Regions from separate parts of the Gossypium hirsutum genome. Here region 1 is linked to region 2. Evidence: chromatin contacts called from public Hi-C data. All regions are on one chromosome and are shown on one strand. Each heading gives the region's core, a stretch centred on a gene start, on an enhancer-like site or on the middle of the called end of the contact. The rest is flanking DNA. Distances are from core to core; before and after follow the strand shown.

Evidence for each region. Hi-C and Micro-C count contacts between places; a contact is called where the count stands out from the background.
Region 1: a contact with region 2 is called in a Hi-C map of fibers, with 1.8 times the contacts expected there. The contact joins the promoter of LOC107912642 here to the enhancer-like site in region 2. A contact is called at or near these places in 5 of 34 Hi-C or Micro-C datasets (callus, fibers and leaf).

Annotation. Positions count from the first base shown.
Region 1 is chrD11:16,949,794-16,955,595 of Gossypium_hirsutum_v2.1, reverse strand. LOC107912642 (ribonuclease 3-like protein 3) reads right to left here and starts at 3,541. Exons shown (of 3, transcript XM_041106301.1): 1 at 2,949-3,541; 2 at 2,310-2,453; 3 at 1,787-2,206. The coding sequence starts at 3,344. The coding sequence ends at 2,424.
Region 2 is chrD11:16,913,223-16,918,671 of Gossypium_hirsutum_v2.1, reverse strand. LOC107912640 (chitin elicitor receptor kinase 1) reads right to left here. Exons shown (of 13, transcript XM_016840914.2): 10 at 4,245-4,383; 11 at 3,924-4,022; 12 at 3,646-3,831; 13 at 1,927-2,547. The coding sequence ends at 3,667. Among protein-coding and RNA genes, the nearest start is that of LOC107912640, 8.4 kb to the right of the region's middle. Within about 2 kb of position 3,766, at least 5 of the 9 cell types and tissues checked have an H3K27ac peak or open chromatin away from gene starts, as enhancers often do. A contact at or near this core is called in fibers, where this site is marked.

The DNA of each region.
Region 1 (5,802 bases), core at 2,292-4,791, 37 kb before region 2:
CATGACAGACTTGGGAATCATGACTTACTTCCTTGGTATGGAAGTAGACCAGTCTGATCAAGGCATTTTTATCAGCCAGCATGCATTTGCCTTGAAAATTCTCACTAAGTTCCATATGGAAAACTGCAAGCCAGTGAGTACACCTCTAGTCATGGGACAGAAGTTGAGCAGCTATGGAGATGAAGAAAAGGTGGATGAAAGAGAGTATAGAAGTCTAATTGGATGTTTGCTATACTTGACAGCAACTAGACCTGATCTTATGCATTCGGTCAGTTTGCTATCTCGTTTTATGCATAGCTGCAACACATCACATTTAAAGGCTGCAAAGAGAATCCTCAGGTATGTGAAAGGATCCTTGAAGTTTGGAGTGATGTTCAAGACAGGAGGTCAGCTGAAGTTATCTGGTTACTCAGACAGTGACTGGGGAGGTTCGATTGATGATATGAGGAGTACCTCAGGCTACCTCTTTTCTCTTGGTTCAGGAGCTTTCTGTTGGAGCTCTAAAAAGCAGCAAACAGTTGCTCAATCAACTGCTGAGGCAGAGTACATAGCAGCAGCTGGAGCAGTAAGCCAAGCTATTTGGCTTAGAAAATTGTTGTGTGATTTAAATGAGGAACAATTTGAGCCTACTGAGATTATGGTTGATAATCAATCAGCAATAGCTATCTCCAAGAATGCTGTTTTTCATGGCAAAACAAAGCACTTTAAGCTCAAATTTTATTTTGTTCGAGAGGCAGTACAATCAAAGGATGTGAGTCTTGCATATTGTAGTTCACAAGATCAATTGGCTGACATTTTAACAAAGCCTCTAGGTGCTATGAGGTTTGAAATTCTTAGAGAATTGGTTGGTGTTTGTTGCCTACAGTCCAAGGAGGAGTGTTGAGAATGGACTGCAATGCAACAGAAGGCCATGATGCAGACCAGCAGCTGCAGCAGACCAGCATTCAAGCAGGACCAGAAGCAGCTTAATTATTTTGTTTACTTTTGTTCATTTTGTAATGCCATCCAAGCTAAATGTAACTAGACTTTTAGAGTTGTTAAGATTTGAATTGATGGATGTAATAGCTAAAAATTGTTCAGCTTTCTTTTGTATTACTTTAGTTGGCAACTTGCCAAAACAGGTGGGAGCAGTTACAAGTTTAGGTAACTGACATTCTAACTTTGTAACTCTTATATTTTCAAATGAAATGAAAAGATGTAGCATTCCATTCATTTTCACATTTTTGCTTTTGAGTTTTCTGTTCTGTTTCTGCTTGCTGTTCGTGAGCTTATGCTCTTGGTGTTTTCATTTGTTTGATTTGCTGCTGCCAGTGTTCCAACACTTGGATTTACATTTTTTAACCCCTGACAGCCCACTTTATGCGGTGCTTCTTGTATGTAAGATCGTTTGAGTATGCATACAGATGCAAGGATTGCACATTTACTTTGCATATGGGATATCTTCCATTCCCACGCACTGCTCTCACATAAGTGTAATAAACATTCTTTCACACTTGCTTACCAAAGATAAGAATCACTATCCACTACGACACTATTATGACATTTGTGGAAAAAAAATCCACAGCAATTGTTTTATTATTGTGGAACGTCGGAAAAAATTCATTTATCAAAATCGAAGATAAATATACATACAACAGTTATTCATATCCGGACTCTACCCTCATTGTATGGATTGAGTATTTGGAGCAGGGATGCAACGACATTGTTCATTGGAGTTTTATGACACCCTACTCTAGTTCTAGTGACACATATAATAGTAATAACAGTGAATGATGTATGAAGCTGGTTTATTCTAAAGTTCTCGAATTTGAGTTCCAAACTTAATAAATTTAGTAAGCTCAATTCTGTTTTCAAAGCGTTTAGTGTATACTTCATTTTAAGTTTTACATGATCAATTCATCAAGTAAAGTTACACATTTCTTTCTTCAACAAAATTAACATTAGTATCTTTTTCATCTAAAATTCTCAAAATATTGTCCAGTGCATCTTTGGCAGCTCTGTTGTGTGCAATTTCCTTCTTGAGACTACATTTGCCTCTTCCCACAAGTTGATCGTCGACAAAAACATCAAAACCTGTGCTTTCCTTCCATAAATCTACAAACTTAACTTTTAAATTCCTCTTTTGACACACTTCATATAATTGTGTCACCGGGTGTATCTTCAAAGTCTCCCGTCTAATTATGGGTTCCAACAAATCCTTAAACACCTATTACAGTATTCAAAAACAAAATTATATATATGACCACATACCATATTCTAACTATAAAAAAGGTCCTACCTAAGTAAAAATAAGTGTAAGAAATAGGTACCTTCCAAACAACATCAAGGGAATTGGTGTCAATGAAAACCGCACCGATGGTGGATTCCACAAGATCAGCCAACGCTTTTGGCACGTCAACTAGTCCATTAGAATGTAGTGGATATCATTGTATTTCTTCAGAAAATTGTCGAATCTGATTATGTTGGGAGAGTTATTATTTGCTACAAATCAACGTGTTGAACACTGGATATGCCTTTGAAGGAATTAACTAAGCTACAAACCTTAGTTTACACCATAATTAAGACAAAAATGGATGATATATATCATAGTCTACGTCAAACATAGTCATAGTAGTCGGCTACTATGTATCAACTGGTTATTATAATATTCCATGACAATTTACGTCTCTTTGCTTAAAAATTAGGGAGAAATTAACCATTTTATTTAAACCTTTTTAAAATTTTAAATTAGTACTTTACCCCTAAAAAAAAGCACTTTCGAAAGATGGTTTCAACTTTAAACCAACTTAACCAGCACGATTATTATGACTGCAAAATTCAACAGCCTACAAATATTGACTTCGAGTATTTATATTCAAACCAATTTTTTTAAATGAATAAAAATATTTATACATAAAAGTGAAAAATCTAAAATTAATTTTATTCAAAAAACAGTTTCGATTGCTTACTTGTTCTTTGAGAAGAGGTTTCTTATGGCGCAAATAGCGATGCAAACCGTGTTTGACGGCGGCACGAGCCAACTTTTCGGTATCGACATTGGCGGCTCGTAGCCTAGTCAAAGGCCCCGGCGGCAAATCAGGGTATTCAAAAAACTGCTGTTTGGTGAAAAGTAAATTAAGGACAGAATCTCCCACGTACTCTAACCGCTCGTTGGAGAAACCGAGTCCTAAAGAAGCATGCGTGAAAGCTTCTTCTAATAACCGTTTGTTGTTAAAATCATAGCCCAGAATTTGCTCCACTTCATCCAGACTGGGCAACGACTGAGTTGATTCCCCGGCTGACTCGCTTTGTTGTTGGATAATATGCTGCTGCTCTTTAAGAGCTTCTATGGTGATGGCGGTCATCGTAAAAATACACCCAAGGAAAGAAAGGTGTGGATGGATAATACTGAGAGAGAAGGTATTTATTTATATTAAAGACTTTGGATTATAGGTCTTGACAGATTGTATTTATTTATTTGGACATTGGATTATATGGAAAACTTTAGTATAAAAGGGAAATTTTGATTATAAGAAACAACTGGAACCTGCAAATTTATTTTCTCATATATGGTATGGATATATCACAGCTGTTAAAAAGGGAACTAACTCGGTAGATACATTGACCCAAACTTAATGGTTTCGTGTTTCCTAAGAAAATATACGTTTAACCCTGCCAACGAATTTGTTCAAATTTTTTTTACTTGGTTTTCTTTTTTTCTTTTATTAATTTAATTAATATATGCCTATTCCATTCCATTTTTTCTTATTTTATTAGGAATCTCGTATCCACCAAAATAATCAAATCCATAAAATGAAAAAAATTATAAAATTGTAAGACTTATCTTTCAATTATTTCAGATTAATTAAAGTCAACATAAATAAAATAGATCAAGCGAAGAAATAAAATTGAGATACTATATATAGTACATATATTTAATTGATATCGACATGTATGAAGATACATATTGTATGGTAGAGAGATTCATTTTTTTTCTACCATACTATCGAGTTTTATAGGATACTGTTGATTCTAGTCCATTCATTTTATTTAAGACGTGAGATTTGAATCCTTTTTTCTTCAACTCCTTAATAAAAAGTCAAGTTTCATTCAAATTAATCACTTTGATTGACAGTTTTTACGTATATTATAAGTAAAAAAACAGTAGGAACTAGAATGAACAGCGTTGTAGCAATAAATGCGAGAATATTTATTTCCATAATTTCTTTTTTTTTTTACTTTGCAATAACTCGGGATTTAATCCCATAGAGATGATAAATTTGTCGCTTGTAAATTCAATGCAATGACTTATATTTCAATGACATTGATTCAGATCAATATCATGAATAACAATATCTAGACTATCAAATCGATTCATCGTCGAGAATTAAATAGTATAACATAGGAAGATCTTTTATCCACATTGAATACAAAAAGTGATGCCTCGTCCAATCAAAAGAATTCATTTCCTATATATATATATTATTTTCCACCCTTTATTTTTGATAATCTATCGCCTTTCTTCTACAATCATCTGATAATGTATTTGACTGATTTTTCACTTTCACCGTTTTCAAATAAACCCCCCACAAAAAAGAGAAAGGAAGAAAAAAAGAAGAAGAAGATAATTTTATATTTAAATTAATTTTATATGTCATTGAATTAAGTGATTTTACTCAAAAATATTTTAACTATATCTTTCTCTTTTTAATTTTTATATAGTATTTTAAAATAAAATAATTTAGAGTTAAAACCACTAGTTAAAAATATAATAACCGAACAATTATTTTCTTTAAAAAAATTATTTAATACATTATCTGTAGAATTTTAAACTTCACAATAATATCTTATAAAAGTATAATAAAATATTAAGAAAATATTTTTTTAACATACTTTTAACTTTTTATATAAACCTTCAATTTGATATCGCTTGATTTAGAGCTCAATGTTAAACAAAGTAGAAAATGATAATAAAAGGTAATATATTAAAATGACTGTATAGATAATAAAAATAAATTATATAATATTAAATAAATATCTTATATTAAAATTTATTAGTAAAATAAATTAAAACTATTCCTTAATAAAATTATATATTTATTAAATAATTGTACTAAAAATTTATAACATCTATCTATATTTATATCGAATAATACTCATTCTTTTTTTTTTCAAAATATTTTTTTATAAACTAACAAATAAGTATATATCTTTTTATATTTTTATATAATTTTTATAAAACTTACTCTGTTTTCCTCTTTCTATATTTTTTATATAAATAAAATTTATAAAAATCTATCCAAGATAAATATAAAAAATACACACATAGTAAAATTTGAACATGAGATTCTATAGTCTCAAAGCCACAACTTTGTTAGCTAAATGCTTAAAGTGGGGCTCAATCTTTTAGGGATTGCTCAAATAATGACAAAATTTTTCAAAATGGTCATACAATGGCCTAACATTTATTAAATTGTTCAAATGAAAGTCAGATCTTTCAAAATAGTCAAATAGGGCCTAATCTTTTTGAAATTACTTAAATAATGGTTAAATCTTTTCAAAAGTATTCAAATAAGGAAATCTCAAATGTTGTATAGCATATTTTAAATTAGGTTTTTATTACTTTCTTTTCTTTTCAAGTAAAATTTGATTCAGTTGTTCTATATTTTATTCTAAACACGTCAACATTCACTTAATTTTTACTACAAATTGGATTGAAGTGCGTGAAAAACCCCTTATTTAATCACTTTTATAAATGTTAGGCCATTATATGATCATTTTAAAAGATTTGACCATTATGTAAGCAACTTCTAAAATATTGTT
Region 2 (5,449 bases), core at 2,517-5,016:
TGGGCTGAGTAACCGGGGTGGGGTGCTTGGCTGTCATCTTTCTTCGGTTTAAAAGGTTTAGTATATTCCTAAAGCATAATAAAAAAAAGAGAAAAAAAAAGAAAAAAATATAATAATTTGGAGACTAAAGGAGGAAGCAAATAGGGTGTCTTGGTAGGTTTGGTAATTTACCTAATTTTCATTAAATAATTCAAGCCGATTCTAATTTTTTTGTGTATTAATTGGAAAACTTTTTCTGTTTTACTTAAAGCAAGCTTAGGGTTGTCTTTATTTTTCATATGCATTTTGACTAATTTTTATAAAATTTTGGAGTGGTATTTCTTTTATGGCAGAATCTAACTTTCACAGTAGATAGGAACCATACTTGAGGGCAAGCATGGGCTAAGTAGGGGAAATTTGATAACACTCTAGAATAACGTATTTTTATGTATTAATTATGTATTTATTCTAAGTATGATCCTGCTAATTTAAGCTATTTATGATCTTTTATCTCATAGGGACTAAATTTGAGGCAAAAGTAAAATTAAGGGCCAAAAGCGTGAATTTAGGGATAAAATGGGCCAATGTGCGACACAAGAAAAAGTTGGTGCCAAAAGTGCAAGCATGGAGGACACAATGGTTGAAATGCAAAAAGAAGAGATTTTATTCTATTAAACTCTATTTTAATTATATTAGGATAATTAATATTGAGTTAATTATTAATGATTATTTTTAGAATTTTATTTTATTTATCTTGATTTATCTTCAATTAAATGTATTTATCTTTTAGGAATTTAAGTAGGATTAGACTATCTCCCCTAGCACTATAAATAGGGGGTAAAGTGACTCAAAAGAGATCCATCTTTTATTTTTTCTGTAAACACTCTCTCTAAAAGTCTAGGCTTTTATTCTTCTCATATTTTTTTTCAATAAAATCTCCATTTTTATTTTATTTATTTTCTTTTCCACCACAACCATGAGCCACTAAATCTATCTAGCCAAAGGTTGTCAAAAATCCCCAAAAGGATTCACGAGGCTTAGAATCCGTACTTAGCCTTCTTAACGAGTATTCATCGTTTCTCCACACTACGGGGCTGACGCTTCCGTCCATATCCCTTAAGAAGTAAGCTTTTCAATGTATGCAAAGGCGGCCACTTTGTATGTTTTGAAAAGGTAGCACAGTCAGTTTGTTAGCTTACTGCGTCAAAGGTTAGCGAGCCCAAGAGACAAAATGGCGTGGGATTTGCCATTGAGAAGTGTTGATCTAGCATAAGACGATCCCACAGAAGCGATTGTTGGCTAGAGTCAGGTTCCGCCAAATCGTAAGTCTAAATCCTTGGAGCTGGTGGTCGTAGGTGTCCTCTTCCACTATAACTGGCTTATTTGATTTGGGAAGAATCATCTAAAAGCCGAGGATTGAACCCAATGCGGAACAAGACAACTGGAGGCTGGAATCTCCCATAAGAATTTCCTTTCTCTCAACTCTATTTTTAATTCCTCAAATTTTTTATTCAATATTCTTAATTCTATTTTTTTATTTTTCGTTTCCAATTCCAAACCTTTAATTCTGCTATTTTTTATTTTTTTTCAGGAATGTAGGTTTTCTTGGGCAAGATTCTGCCTGGGATTTCACGGAATAAGATATTGTGCAAATCCAGTCCCTGAGGATTTGACTCTACTTTCCTTTTACTATTCTTTTTCATTATTTATTAGGGATAGAATATTTTTGGTGCTTTCAACGACCGCATCAGCAACAAAATTCGAAATATCATAACTTAATTTAATGAATTTAACAATTATTGTTTGGTGATAACTGAAGTTTTAATATTTAAAAAGTACAAGAACTAAACATAACTAAAGTAAAGTATAGAAATTAAAAAAATTCTTTTATAAAGTGTAGAGAGTAATAGCATAATTTAACCAAATATAAACACTTTTTTTTGAAAGGTAAATTCATTAATTTATTCAATTAATGGAACCATACAATTCAGAGAAAAATTATCAAACACTCGTATCGTGAAAGACAAGCTCCATCAACACAACAAAGGCTTTAGCCTAAGTATCAATAGAACATTATGACACGTTAACAATTGACTTTGTCATAACTCAAGTACTACATATCTGGAGTGATTGCAAGCGCTTAATACGATAAGGAAATCAATCCCGCGTGGTCCAAAGTGGCAAGCAAAAAATCGACAAAAGAATCGAGCATTCACCAAACTAGAGAGGACAACAACAAAATCTCCCTAAAATCACTTGTAAAATTAAGATTACATGCATAAGCAAGACCAAGAAAAGTGCTACAATAGCAGACAAAAGCTTCTAAAGCTGAAGATTTATTAAACAATGATAAAACAAAAAACATACCACATATATCCAAATCGACACGTGAAATCATTTTTTATTCTAAAATACTTTTAGAAACATGTTAAAAAGTTGACGAAGAGTCACCCACTTTTCGGAAAAAACTACTGGTGGCCAGTGGAGTTTTAGCTGACGACAGACATCGTTATTTGTCCATCACAACTTGCGAAGACAGCAAAGATACCCACAAAATATATCTGCGAACTAAAAAAAACCATATGTAGTGAATGAGAAAAAGAAAGAAGAAAAGGGTTGATGGTAATGAATGAGAAGAAGAAGAAGAAAAAAGTTGATGAGAGAGAAAAAAGGCAGGTGATAGCCAACTTGGAGGCTGACACTGTCATTGAGCAAAGCAAAAGATGAAATGTTATTTATTTCTATTTGTATTTATTTATGAAAAAAAAACGTATAAAGGAGTAGTAATAAAAGGAAAAAGGAAAAAAAAAGGGAAGTACGAAAGATAAAAGGATGTTTTAGTAAGATGTTGGCACATAATTAACATCTAATTGAAAATTCATTAGAGTGATTATTTGAAATGTTATTTATAATTTAAAGATTGAATTAAAATATTTTGAAATTTGAATATAAATATAATCTAGATTCCTGATTTAGAGACTTTGGATGGAATTAACCATAAAACTTATGTTTTTTTTATATATTTTTTAAGTAACAATTAGGATCATATTAATTTTATTTATTTATTTTTAAATATCAAATTAATTTGGTCCAAATTAAAAAAAAAAGAACAGTTATTTGACCAGTTACTAGTCCTTCTAACCTAAGCTCCTTATAAAGTATAAAATCCTTGGAAGTGAGAATGCTGAATTATATTTGATAAAAACCCAAACGGATACATAAATTGAAATCTTAATTAACATTAAATAAAGGGCTCAAAATGAACAACCCAATTCTCCTCCCCTAAAAAAATGTTATTCTAATCCACTTTATATTCAACATATGCAATACATCTTGAAAATCACATTAATAAGGAAATTTTTTAAGATGACAAAAAAGTATAAATAAAAAATTTATGATTATAATTGAGATTTTATCAATTCAACAAGGATAAGTGTCTTTTTATAATTGAGATTTTATCAATTCAACAAGGATAAGTGTCTTTTTCTAAAACATTTTACTATACCCTTATAATACACTTTTATCTTATATATACTAAAAACAAATGGCATCATTAGAATATCTTGCAAAAATAGATCTCAATTTTAGTGTGAAATGCCAAGAAGTAAATCTCGGTGTTTCCATTAGGAAAAGAGCTGTAATTCACAGCAACAAAGGTCTTACTACCATTCATTCCTGTTCGCTGATCTATCGTCCAGACATAAGGTTGACAACAGCTTGATTTTCGTAGAAAGTACCAACATCCCAATCCTCTGTTGTGGACGAAAGAGTCATTAGGGCAACCACTATTGACCTCATACTTGGTCGTAGTTGAGGGTTTTCTTGGGTGCAAGCTTTGGCAAGCTGAGCCATCTGCAATATAAAAACAGCCACCTTTGTTTTGTCATATCAAAATCGTGAAAGAAAATCCACATGCATATAATTTCCCCAGGAACTGCTCTCACCTTGAATACAGAGTCAAGTGGGTAATTATCTCCAAGCGTCGGATCAATAAGTTTGCACAGCCCTGCTTTAGGATCAGGCTCATCAAGACCATCCTCGAACTGCACAAGGAGACAAGGAGAAAATATTAACCAGGGTCTCCATTTATTAAAATTGATTTCCTAAAAGAATTACTCAAGATATGCGTATAGCATCTTAATGTTTAATGTTTTTTGCTCAAATCACATTCCAATTGTAACCAAAAAAAAAAAGTACCTTTGGAATTTAGCTCATCTGTCACCACTATTCATTAATTGGAATAAAGGGATTTAAACGATACTAACCAGAGCAACCAGACCCTTCGATTCAGCAAGGGAGCTATTTGCTTTGACAATAGCTTCTTTAGCAGAAATCAGTTCATACAGCACAACCCCAAAGGCAAATACATCTATTTTAGGAGAAACATCACCATATTGAGCGTATCTGCAGACAAAATGGATAAAGTTAGTCCATTTTTTAAAACACCAACCTTAAAGAAAGATGGCAAACTCCTTGGTGGCATACCCGCTTCTTAGGAAGCAAACAAGGCTTTAATTAAGAAAGTTTTTTCTTGTTTTTTCTAGAGCTTCTTTACTACCAAATTTTTAGATTTTATCCCATATGTAATAAATATGAACTGGACAACCTAGGGGTTAAAAAATAGTAATTGGTTCGTTTCCATAATAAAGAAGAGAATTAGTGTTTTCTGTCAATAGCATCTGGCTTTAGAAAGCATGATAATTGAAAGCTAATTCATGTCTATAATGCTGCAGAACTATGTTCTACATCCTCCCCCTTTTTTGTTGTACAACCTCACTACCAATTGTTAATGGGTGTCTGTTTTTTTTTTTTTTCGGCCAAGTGGGTGTTTGTGTCTTCTAAGTTGATTCACAATCATTTAAACCATTTTTGGATTCCCCTTTTACGGTTTTTTTATAAAAATAATATTAAAAAATTAATTAATTACAAAAATAAAGTGAGAGAACAAATTAATTACGAAAAATGGAATATTTGTTATAATAATTTTGGATGCTGCTTGACATATTAGCGACATCAATGAAATAAAAAAATTTGACAAGAAAAAAAAAAGTAGAAAAAGTAAAAAAAAATATTGTTTTAATTGGCGGCACCCTTGATTTAAAAAAAATTGTTTCTTTTTTAACAACCTCATTATATGTATTGATAATATCTGCTCTTTTTTGACACAATGCCTAGAACTACTACTAATAACCCCGCCTCAATCTATAGATAAGAGGTTAATGCGCTTCAGCATACTCAAACCCATGTCCTCCTAAATTTAGGATAATGTTTATATCAATCAAGTTAAGACTCAATCGGCAAAACAAAAAGAAGAAGTTGTTAAGGTATTAAAATGCATGGAAAAACCATTAAGGCATTAAATGATGGAAAAAAGCTATTGTCTTGGAGCCACAAACTAATTTTTTTTTTCACTTTTTCATTTTTTCTTTTGCTATCAGAATTTTTTTAAAAATTTACCGGTGCCGTTAAT